Linked DNA regions of Sus scrofa: region 1 is linked to region 2. Evidence: chromatin contacts called from public Hi-C data. All regions are on one chromosome and are shown on one strand. The core of a region is the stretch at or near the end of the contact, and the rest is flanking DNA. Distances in the headings are between cores, read along the strand shown.

Evidence for each region. A called contact is a pair of places that touch in the nucleus more often than the background predicts.
Region 1: a contact with region 2 is called in a Hi-C map of skeletal muscle, with 5 times the contacts expected there. A contact is called at or near these places in 6 of 47 Hi-C or Micro-C datasets (heart right ventricle, liver and skeletal muscle) and 2 of 2 datasets of targeted methods (alveolar macrophages and skeletal muscle).

The regions. Positions count from the first base shown.
Region 1 is chr5:93,492,603-93,498,279 of Sscrofa11.1, reverse strand. No RefSeq gene overlaps it. Among named protein-coding and RNA genes, the nearest start is that of DUSP6, 190 kb to the right of the region's middle.
Region 2 is chr5:93,191,331-93,196,862 of Sscrofa11.1, reverse strand. The region is part of intron 10 of POC1B (POC1 centriolar protein homolog B); the gene reads right to left. Among named protein-coding and RNA genes, the nearest start is that of GALNT4, 61 kb to the right of the region's middle.

The sequences.
Region 1 (5,677 bases), core at 2,285-4,784, 300 kb before region 2:
GCTGCAGCTGCCAGCCTACATCACAGCTCATGGCAACACTGGATCCTTAATCCACTGAGCAAGGCAAGGGATTGAACCTGCATCCTCATGGGTACCAGTGGGGTTCATTACCGCTAAGCCACAACAGGAACTCCCCAATGTTTTTAATCTAACATATCCTGAAAATTAATGGTAGAATGAATCTTTATCCTTAACATATTTAGCCAATATACATTTCAAAAATGTTACTTTCAGTGATACTCTCGCAGTACAGAAACCTAGTATAAACTATAACACAGTATAAAATATAAACCAGAGTTCCCACTGTGGCTCAGTGGTAACGAACCCAACTGCTATCCATGAGGATGTGGGTTTGATCCCTGGCCTTGCTCAGTGGTTTAAGGATCCAACACTGGATCCACAGATGTGGCCTGGATCCATGTTGCTGTGGCTGTGGTGTGGGCCAGAAGCTACCGCTCCAATTCAACCCCTAGTAGCCTTGGAACTTCCATATGCTGTGAGGGCAGCCCCAAAAAGACAACATATATATGCCAGCAAAGTAGTCAACATTGGATTGCAACAGCCACCAGATTGTCTTTGGAAAAGCGTTCCTTCAAATAAAAGATCTTTGTGAATCCTGAAATCCCAGGAACCCAAGGACCAGAAATCATTAACCTTTCTGCTAATATACTAGCAGACTTATCTACAAGATAATACTTTACATGTCAGTTTACGACAAACTCTCCTTTAATTCGAGGCTAAGTCATAAATCATTATATGAGTATGTAAACACAAGACCTGATATTTCATCAGCATCTAGCTTGAGAATAAAGCTTCGTCATGGTAATTGGGGCAGCCAGTGCTGTGTGGTTCACTCAGCAACCACCCCAGTCTTCTTCTACCATGCCTTCCTCTGGAACGAAGACTGGAAAGCTGAAACTCACATTCCCATGAGGGTTCTGAATGGGACCCAGTTTCTTCTAAGCCAACTCACTTTCTGTAAGCTACCTGATTCCTTATATTAAATCTCTTTCTATTTACACTGGCTAACCTCAATTCTATTTCTGCAACTAAGAATCCTGATGGCTACAGTGTTTATTGTAATTCTCTACCTCTTTAAGGATTGAAGATGAGACGGGGTTCATAAAACTTATTTTTATGGCTATCTTCTTATCATCAGCACATTTAACATTCATTATTTTGTTGAGGGAACGAGAAAGAAGCAGCAGTCAGAAGGCTGGGTATTAGAAGCTCCGGGTGCCAATCAAAAGGGCTGCATAGCTCCCTTCTTATTCCAAACTAACTCACTAGCCATCTGTGAAGACACACAGTCATGTTGATGCCAGTCTTGATTTGGAAGCCAATACTTGGGGACGAGAGAGCAACTGAGATTTTGGATGGAGTGTTTTGATAACTTATTATACTTTTAGAAGCCAAAGGGGTGAGCACCAGGAGTTACAGCCCTTGGAAACCCTGTTGGTAGAGGAGTTGTTCAGCTGGCTTCATGCAGGCTTGTTTTTTTCTCAAAGTGTGATCCCCAATCAGCAACATCAGCATCATTAGGAAACATCTTAGAAATGTAAATTCTCTCTCTCTCACACACACACACACACACATATTTTCATGTTCTTTTCCATTATGTCTTATCAAAAGATACTGAATATGTTCCCTGTGCTATATGGTAGGATCTTTTTTGTGTGTGTTGGGAATTTGAATCATTGGATTTGAATTTTGGATTTTTACCTAATAAATAACTTTGAATCAGTCACTTAGCTTTTCAGGAATTCCATTTCCTTATTTGTTAATGAAGTAATGGAATGATATGTTCTCCAAGCCTCACAAATTCTATCACTTCTGGACATGATTAACTCTATTATCCTTGATTTTCATCATTTTGCTTCCTGAGCATCATGACCTTTCTGGTGCCGACCTGATGATGGGCCTTTCCCAGCATTCTCTTTCTCTGCCTAGGAGCAGTACTTGGAGGAAAATTAATAAAAGATATATGTCGTTCTCCACCCCAAGTCAATAGTCCAGGAGTGCATCCCAGCTTAAATCAAAACTAGTAAAATCCACTGGATATCTGAAAGGCTAGTGTAGTATTTAAACTATATTGGGAATTACCAATATCCTGGAAGTATGTACAAGTTACTTATATGTGTCTTTTATATTATTGATGTTTCTGATCACACATAAGACTTGAATATTGACAGCTATATTTTGACACTTTAAGACACTCTGTGTGTGTTGTGTAAATTAAATGCTTTAATCTACTTTCAAAACTTGAGAATTGAGACTCATTGACATTCAGCTAAGACTGAGGCAGGTGGTACTTACACTTGGGAAAACCACAAAATTCCACCCCTTAATAGTGTGGAAACATTGCAACACTGGCATAAGATTGTTCCATTCTGTGAATTTGGGAATTACAGGGAGATTAAAAAAAAAAAAAGTCTTTTGTGTAATTGAAGTTTGTGTGAAAGAAAGGAGGGCTTGGCCTACCTCTGAAGCAGTAGGAACCAAGAGTTAATGAGTTAATAAATTTGCTGAAGATAGAAATGCAAACACTTTGCAGAGCTATAAAATAATAAATTCATAAAGAAGGTACAGCAAAAATGTGTGTTCCTTATGGAAGGGACTGTATCTTCCTTCCTATCACCTGTCTTGGCAGAGAGTAGCTACTTAGTGAAAGATTGAATGAATGAAGGTTGAGAATATTTTAGCTCTTTGTATATAATCACAAAACCCCACAATATTTTAGCTATGTGTTTCAAACAAGAGCAAGTTACTTTATTTTTAATGAGCCTGAAACATAGTATCTTCCTTCAAATTTTTGCAGTGCCACTGGAGTAAGCATGAAAATTTCATGCATTTTTCATTATGTTGAACCTTGTGAAATGACAAATATTCGCTACTGATGGCCTACAAAAATGGTAAATTCGAATGGTCCAACCTTTTTTCTTTTTCTTTTTGTCTGGGAGATATCAACTACATTTTAAAAATTGATTAAACACGCATTCTTTCTGCCTCACAAAGAATTAAAGCTGGCATTAGAAGAGAAGGGGCCAATCTACATTATCAAGACTCCCCACCTTAAATCATGTGATTGCCAGTTATCTACAGGGGTGATTTCAGAACATAGATCTTCTTTCTTTAAAAAAAATAAATGAAGCATAATGTTGTTCCAGAGACATCAGAAGAAAACGCTTAGAAGAGAGTCTTAAAAATAGAAGGTTTTAAAATTAGGTGGTGATGATGGTTGCATTACTCAGTGGATAAACTAAAAACTATTGAACTGTACACTTGGAAATTTGAATTTATGGTATATTACATTTCAAAAATTAAAAAAAAAAAAACCAGAAGAGACTAGGCTCCAGAGAATGGAAATACAAATGCACTAGGTGAACCATTCTGTGGCTGAGAAGGAGGAGGAGGAGAGAGCATGAAGCCAAACCCCAGACATCTGCGTGGTTGCAAGCCAACCTTCACAGTGTCCTCTCTGCGAAGATTGTGTGTCGCAGCTCACACACTTGCCAAGTCATGAAAGTAAATATACATGCAGTATTAATAGCCTCTGGTATTTTCAGCGTGATGCTTGGATTCTGGAAAGGGATCCCCTCAACAGTTCTAAACTGATGCATGATGAGAACTGTCATCTTTGCAAAATGCCATTTGAGTCCTTGTGGGAAGGATCTTTCTCAAATTTGCTTGTCCAGTCAAGCTCAGATGGCTAGTTCTAGGACATTAGAAAAAATGTGGAGTTACTTATAAGCAATGATTTTTAATCTGGAGGAAGAAAAGGTCAGGAATCCCAGATAAAAGGCCAGAAAACTCAGGAAAAAGGAATGTATGTACAGACCCAGTTTTGTATACAACATCAAGGGCCCCAAAGGTAATCCTTGGTCTGTGTCTCTGCCTTGTAGAGCATGTCCCCACTGCATTCTATTATATTCGTGAAACTGAACATTGAAAACCAAATACTAGGAGCTCTAAAGAGGCCATCCTTTCTCTCTTTTTGGCTGCACCCGTGGCATGCAAAAGTTCCCAGGCCAGGTGGCCCAAACTGTAGAGGTAACCAGAGCCACAGCAGTGACAATGTTAGACCCTTAGCCCACTAAGCCACCAGAAAACGCCTATCCTTTTCTTCTTTGTTGTCACAAACACTAATTCTTTAACTTCTTGACTAGCACCTATAGCATCTTCTGATGGGAGGTAAAGGGCACTAGGCAATGGGGGAAACCCCAGTGGATTGAGATCAGAGCTACCTTGTGTTTTTCTCATGTTTGGCTTCTTGCCAGGTTTTTTTTTTTTTTCTTCTTCCCCCATGTCATCACACACAATATTATCCTTTCATTAGTATATTTTTGCCACTGCATTTTACCCCAGTACCCTGACAGGCATATATATTTTTAAAATTAGTTAGGGGCCCCATTTTCAATAATAGCCATTTCTAGCAGTTATCACTAACAATTATAATCTGTAGCCGAAGACTCTGAAGAGACCAAGAGTTCAGTCATGTCCTACCACTTGTCTTAACTGGCCCTGACCATGCTGAGTAAGAATCTCAAGGCAAGATTTTGGTGTACTTTTAAAACGTATCTTTTTCAAAGGGATGGGGTCAGAAGTGGCCAGAATTTATTAAGCACCCATGTATTTTCAGCATTGTATGTAAATGCCATGGAGAACACAAAGGAAAACTAACTGCTTCCTTCAGAGACTTTCACTCCCCAGTTGACAAATGTAAAGTGACGAAAGAATGGAAGGACAGTTGGTTCTAAGCACTCACATTGATAAATGAGAAAAGGGAAGAATGTTTCAAACACAGAAGAGAAGTGTTTTATATTCCACTATTTGACTTGCAGATACTAAAAACCGAGAACTTCATAAACACTGGAATGAAAGTGGTGAATGAAATACCACAGTTTGAGATGGGGAGCATGTGTCCACAGTTAGCAAAAAGCATTTATTTTCTGGTACTCTGATAATTCCATGCTATAAAGTATGTACTTAAAACATTAAGAAGTCATGGCGCTTGTACCTAAGTTACCCTGCGATCTATGTCTCTCTCCCAATTGATGAAAAAGAAAAAGTTGCATTCTTTTTTTCTCCCAGAAGTTCCAACAGGAAGTGTCAAAGGAGAAATCTGTTTCTGCAAGATTCTCAACCAGAAACAGAAGCATTTCCATCAAAAATGTAGCAAGCAGAACTGTTCTCCTGAGATTTCTAACCTAATTAGTCAGGTGAAAACATCTTTCAGATATTCCTTTGCTCATGTGTTTGGAGATGATTAAAAAAAATTGCTGAATGTATTTTCTCCTTCACTATCTATGGAGCTCAGGCTGTGTCACTTGAGGTAAAAGGAAATTGACTAAAACAAATTTGCAGGTCATTTAGAAAGAGAACAGGGCTGGCATGAAAATAAAGGAGCCGGGACCAATTCTCAGAGATTCACAATCAATTCTCATTTAATTTATAATAATGCCTAGTGGTTTTTGTCCCTAAACTAAATTGAGATAAGACTAAGTGGGTATTTATAAGAATGAATGAAGTTAGTTGAATCAAACAGGATTTTATGGAAGGGGATTTTTGTGTGTTGATAACTCAATCCCAGATCACAGTCAATCAATGACGTTACATGAAGGAGAAACACTTTGAATCCAGTGTGCATTTTGCCATAGCTGCCAGCCCTGAACTGCCC
Region 2 (5,532 bases), core at 2,778-5,277:
AATAGGATTCACTTTATAAAAATCACACTGTAATGAAATGGTGGAAACTGAATTATCACCTGTTCCACAAAGGAAATAATGCCGGAACACACCAGAATGAATAGAAATAACACCAAAGAAACCTCATGCACACACATAGTTCTTGCCACAAAGAATACTCTTTCTTAAAAAAATGAACAAAAAAATGAACATTAGTGATAGGGTGAGGGTGGGTTATTTCTCTTCGGGGGAGAAGTAAAAGTAACTAAAAAGACCTGCCAAGGAGGTGAAGCTTCTACTCAATTGGTGTCGACCATCCTAACAATATTCTATAAAGCAAGTTTTTCACTGGCCCAGAATCACATTCAGAACCCCACACACTGGATTTAGTCATCGTTAAACATGGCATGGCTATGTACTCCACCTCTGGATGCACTATGCTTGTATTTGACTAACAGTCTCTTAAAGAACATATGATTTGTGGCGATCTTTTGCTGTGGTTGTCGCAAATAAGGCTGAAATAAACATCCTTGAATAGGAGTTTCTGTCTACACATCTTATTATTTCTTTAGGATGATCACTGAGGATCCAGCAGGAAAACAGAAACCACAACAGTTATTTTAGCAGACGGAATTTAATACAGGGAGCTGGTTAAACAGGTTTGGAAGGCTGCAGAAGCTAAAAGAGAGCACAGAGGTGAGAAGAAATAGTAAACACATGAAGCAACTACACTTCTAGGGCTGAACAAACAAAGGAAAGAGGTTGGTTTGTTAGAAACTTAGACACCCAGAGGCCCCTTGCTGAGTTGAGATGGTTTGTTCCCAGGAGGGAAGAGGAATGTTCATTAAAAAGACATTCTGCAAAGGAAGAGGAAATGCCTGGCATTCCTCTCCTTCTCCCCTTCCACTTAAAACAAACAACAAGTAACTCTTATGTGCTTCAGTAAAATAATCCAAACAAATACATGAAAAGCAAAAGAATGTTGCCACCATAAATGCTGAAACCCACCAAAACTCTGTAGTTATTTGGAAAGCTATCACTATCTCAAGCAGAAGAGAAAGAAAGAAAGACAGACAGACAGACAGACAGACAGACAGACAGAAAGACAGAAAGACAGACAGAAAGAAAGGACAGACAGACAGACAGACAGAAAGAAAGAAAGACAGAAAGAAAGAAAGAAAGACAGAAAGACAGACAGACAGAGACAGAAAGACAGACTGACCGGATGAACAAACTGTAGGAATTAGGGGGGAAAAGGAAGTCAAATTATACTGGAACATTCTTCAGTTATAAAAGTCATTTCAAGTCAGTCTTATTTTTTAAATGATAGTGGCTGGTTTAAAGCGGCAGAGTCCGGGGTGAGCTGGAGGATGCATGGTTTTGCACACCATATGGTATCTTCTGCTGATGCCTGACTACCTCGGAAAGTAAAAGTGAGGAAACTGAAAGACAGAGATGGAACGAGGCAAGAACCAGCGCTGGGCATCAGCAGCAGCCAGTTCACTCAGATTTTGAGGAGTTTAATCTCTCTGAAGCCCGCATACAATTTACATAACCCGACTTCATAAAGCACAAAGAGCTGACTGAAAAATCCACTTGAGCCGACGTGCCGTCTACTCCCACCAAATAATTAGCTGTCAGGTGGCTAAATAAAGGAGCAAAGCCACCCAGCTTCACCGAACGAGCAGCACCAACTAACTCAGATCCAGATGGGTGTGGATGCACAGAGCAACGGAAAGCCACGCTCACTGCTTTCTGTGAACCTGTCGGACCCACACAGGGCATCCAGCGCCCTGGTGAAGCCGCCTCAGGTCAGCAGGAAGCTCATTACAGGCGGACGGGCCAGGAGACAAGCACTTTCCAGAGTCATTTCCTGTGTGAAAAGCCCGCTGCTGTTCCTGCATTCCTCAGGGTGCATTTCTTCTCATCTCAGAGGATGTTGCTCTTCCCCAGGAAGAGGAAGGACCCAGTTGTTGCTGGACGTGTGGGCTGCGGGCTGTCCCGCATTGTCCGCATGCCTGAGCCTCAGCTGTGGGAACTTGGGATGCAGCTGAGATTCCCAGGCCCGGGACGCTCGGATGATGAAGCCCTTTAGAGATACAGTAGCTCAGGAGGTTGGAAGGCAGGCAGAAATAATACCTGGAACTTCAACAGCTCCAGTTCCCAGAAACCTGATAATGTTCTAAAGAAACCTGAAAACGCATTTACTCTGATGGGCTCCCAAAGAGCGTGTTTTGTTCTGAAGAGCCTCTCTCTCTCCATTTTATCAAGAAAAGTTTAAGTCCTAAATTACTTTTGTCAACAGGTTATAAAATCACTTTCACGCAGAGATATTTAACTTGGACTATGCTTAAAAATTTAATTAGTATAAAATTTTTGGTAAAAGGAAACACTCATTAACATAAGCTTTCTTTCCTCACAACCTTGAAACTTAAAAGGAATGAAGCTCAAATTAGTAAAATTTCAGAAAAAAAAAAGTCATGCTCCTTCAACAGACTAAGAAGTTTTAGTTGGTTTCTTTTTTTTTGGTAATCCCAAAACACATTTTTTTTTAAAGGTCAGCTATCACATTCACAACTGTTGGTAGTTTTTATACCATATGGGTCAAAAGCAAGGAAGCAACTAATCTGGAAAGAGTCTCTTTCTCTCTAATGCTTTCTCCATTTCTAAAGTAACTTGCATCTGAAAAAATACAAATGCTGTGTTTTCTATTCTAAGCGGTAAGAGATTTGTAGAAGTTTATTTTTTCTTATTTACTTCTGTTAATTATCATCTATGTCTTATTTTTTAAATGCTTTCACACTTTAATTACTTCCTTTCAAAGGGCAATGGTATACAGAGTTCCCGTTGTGGCGCAGTGGAAACGAATCCAACTAGGGACCATGAGGTTGCAGGTTTGACCCTGGCCTCGCTCAGTGGGTTAAGGATCCGGCGTTGCCTCGAGCTGTGGTGTGGGTTGCAGACACAGCTGGGATCCAGTGTTGCTGTGGCTGTGGTTTAGGACGGCAGCTGTAGCTCCAACTCAACCCCTAGCCTGGGAACCTCCATATGCCACTAGTCCGGCCCTAAAAAGCAAAAAAAAAAAGCAAAAAACAAAAACAAAAGGCGATGATTTAAAATTATTTCACAAACCCAGATAAGAATTCCTTTTTTACTCCTACTAAGCATCACAGAGTTAAACTTCACTTTTAGAGTCAATGGATAAAATAAATAAATACATAAATTACTGGACCCCACGTGACACATTCACTATCATTTGCAATTAAGACTAAAAGTAGATAGTACCAGCCATCAGTCAGTCCAGGGGAGGATTTTTATAAAATGCCTCTGTTCATTCTCTTTCAACACTTGGAGTGGGGGGCAGGAGAAAAATATGGAGGGCCACTGAACTAACATGTAAAGATCCCATTAAAAGGTCTGTTTCCTAAAGCCTAGTAAGCGACAGCGAAGTGACAAACACATCTAGGTTCAGAAATCATATGCACTAAACCCACAAATCAAATGCTACTTTATAAACTGCTGCAAAGTTTAAAAACTTAAAAAAGAACTTCACCTACTTCCAAATTTAGAGGCTGTTTATATGTAAAGTCAGGAATGCCAGTATACGGAAAAGCAATGTAAGCAGAAGGTTTGTGTGACATGATTTTTGTTGATTTTCCTGGAAAGGTAAAAGGGCTATGTGGGGACAGTACACTGCATATGACCATTTTACACTTTTAAAGTAACACATTTCAGTTTTGAGACACTGAGGTTTGCATACACTGTGTTCTTTCAAGCAAGTCTTTCCAAATCTTTGCTTATATAAGCAGTTGGGAACTGGAATAACTCTCAACTAGTTACGCAATGTTGTCTAGTAACCAGGACGAACTGTTGCCACAACAGCCCTGGAGATATCCTCTCTGTATCTGCAGGTTTACTCTCAGTATGTCCTTATATGTTGTCAATATGTTAATATTTTCAGATAGCATATACAGCCTCCATTTGAAAGTGGTTAACTGTTTTCTTCCTAAAAAAATAGGCTGATGCAACAATATTTCCAAAAAGGAATCCAGGGAACTTTACTGAAAAATGTGAATCTAAAGCACTCAGGAAAGAGAAGTATGTTTCAACACTGTGCCTCTCAGGGTCTTCAGTCTCTTAAGTCAGTTTTCCAGATCCGAGAAAAGAGGACAGCAAAAAAAAAAAAAAAAAAAAAAAAGTAAGTCTTTTTTTTCTCTCAGCAGTCCCTCGGGGAAAGTGGTGCAGAGCCAGGAGATAATCTTGGCTGTGCTGAGATTACTCAGGGCTGCACCTGACTGTCCCCAGGGAAAGGAGATAGGGAATCCCACAGCCGGCATCCAATCTGTCAGGAAATCCTCCGGCCCTGCCCTCAAAATATATCCAGCATCAGATGACTTACCACCACCCCTTCTGCCACCACCCTGGATCAAGCGACTACTGCCTCCTGCCTGATGATTTCATTCGCTTCTGAACGCGTCTCTTCGCTGCCCTCCACACGGCACCCGCCCCAGCTGATTCAGAGCAGAGCCAGCGCGACCCTGTTAGAACACGCATCCGACGTGGCCTCCTGCGCAGGGGACCCTCGGGCTTCCTCCCGCCTCCCAGCACTGCTCCACCGGCCTGGACAGCCTTCCCAGACACTCATCCGACTTGCTCCCTTCACTCCTCCAGTTCCCCACTCGAGTGTCACCTTCCATGGGACTCTCGTCCCAGCCAGGCTCTCGAAGTGCACCACCCTTCTCACCTGACTTTCGTGCTATTATACGTTGCGTTGCTTCTCCCGACTACACTAAATGGTCCATCTTTTTCAATCTGTACTTTGCTTCTTCTCCCCCCACCCCATGAGGATATAGAATGCAGGCTTCTCTGGGGCAGGTTATTTTCTTGTTACTCAAGAAGTACTAACTGGGAGCCAAAAACATGCGTGAGGGAGTGTGCTCCCAGAATCCTACCACCGCTGCTACCCAGTGAGTCAGGCAGTGCGGAGACCCTGCATGAGACGGATGTCCTCGCATTATCGTGGCATGTACTACGTTTTCAGTCACTCCTGAGGCATATACTTATATGTTGCTTTCTTCACCTGGAATTTTCCTATCCAAATCCTACCCATCTCTGGTCAGGTCAAGACTGGTCAAAGGTTTTCTTCCAGAGAGGTCTTCTAGTTTCCTCTAGCCGCTTTGAGGCCTTTTCTGAATACTCCCGTGTCAACCTTACATTTGGCAAAATCATGTACACTTGGCATCTAGGATACTGAAACGGCCACTTACTTCTTCTGCTACTATTTCTCCCCGGCTAGGCTGTACGTTTCTTGAGGTCAGGCAGCCAGCCTGACCCCTGTCTTCAGTATCTCACGTAATGCCTCCATGAAGTAGGGCTTAAATATTTTGACTGATGACCTTGACTTTCTTCCATGATGTAACTGCAAATTCTCAGTTTATTGTGAACAATTAATTTAACTGAAAACGATCCCTAATTCTAAAGACAGACATAAACGTTACATTCATACTCTATATGGTTGCCAGCAAGAAAACTAGAACATGCTCTCAAATCTCA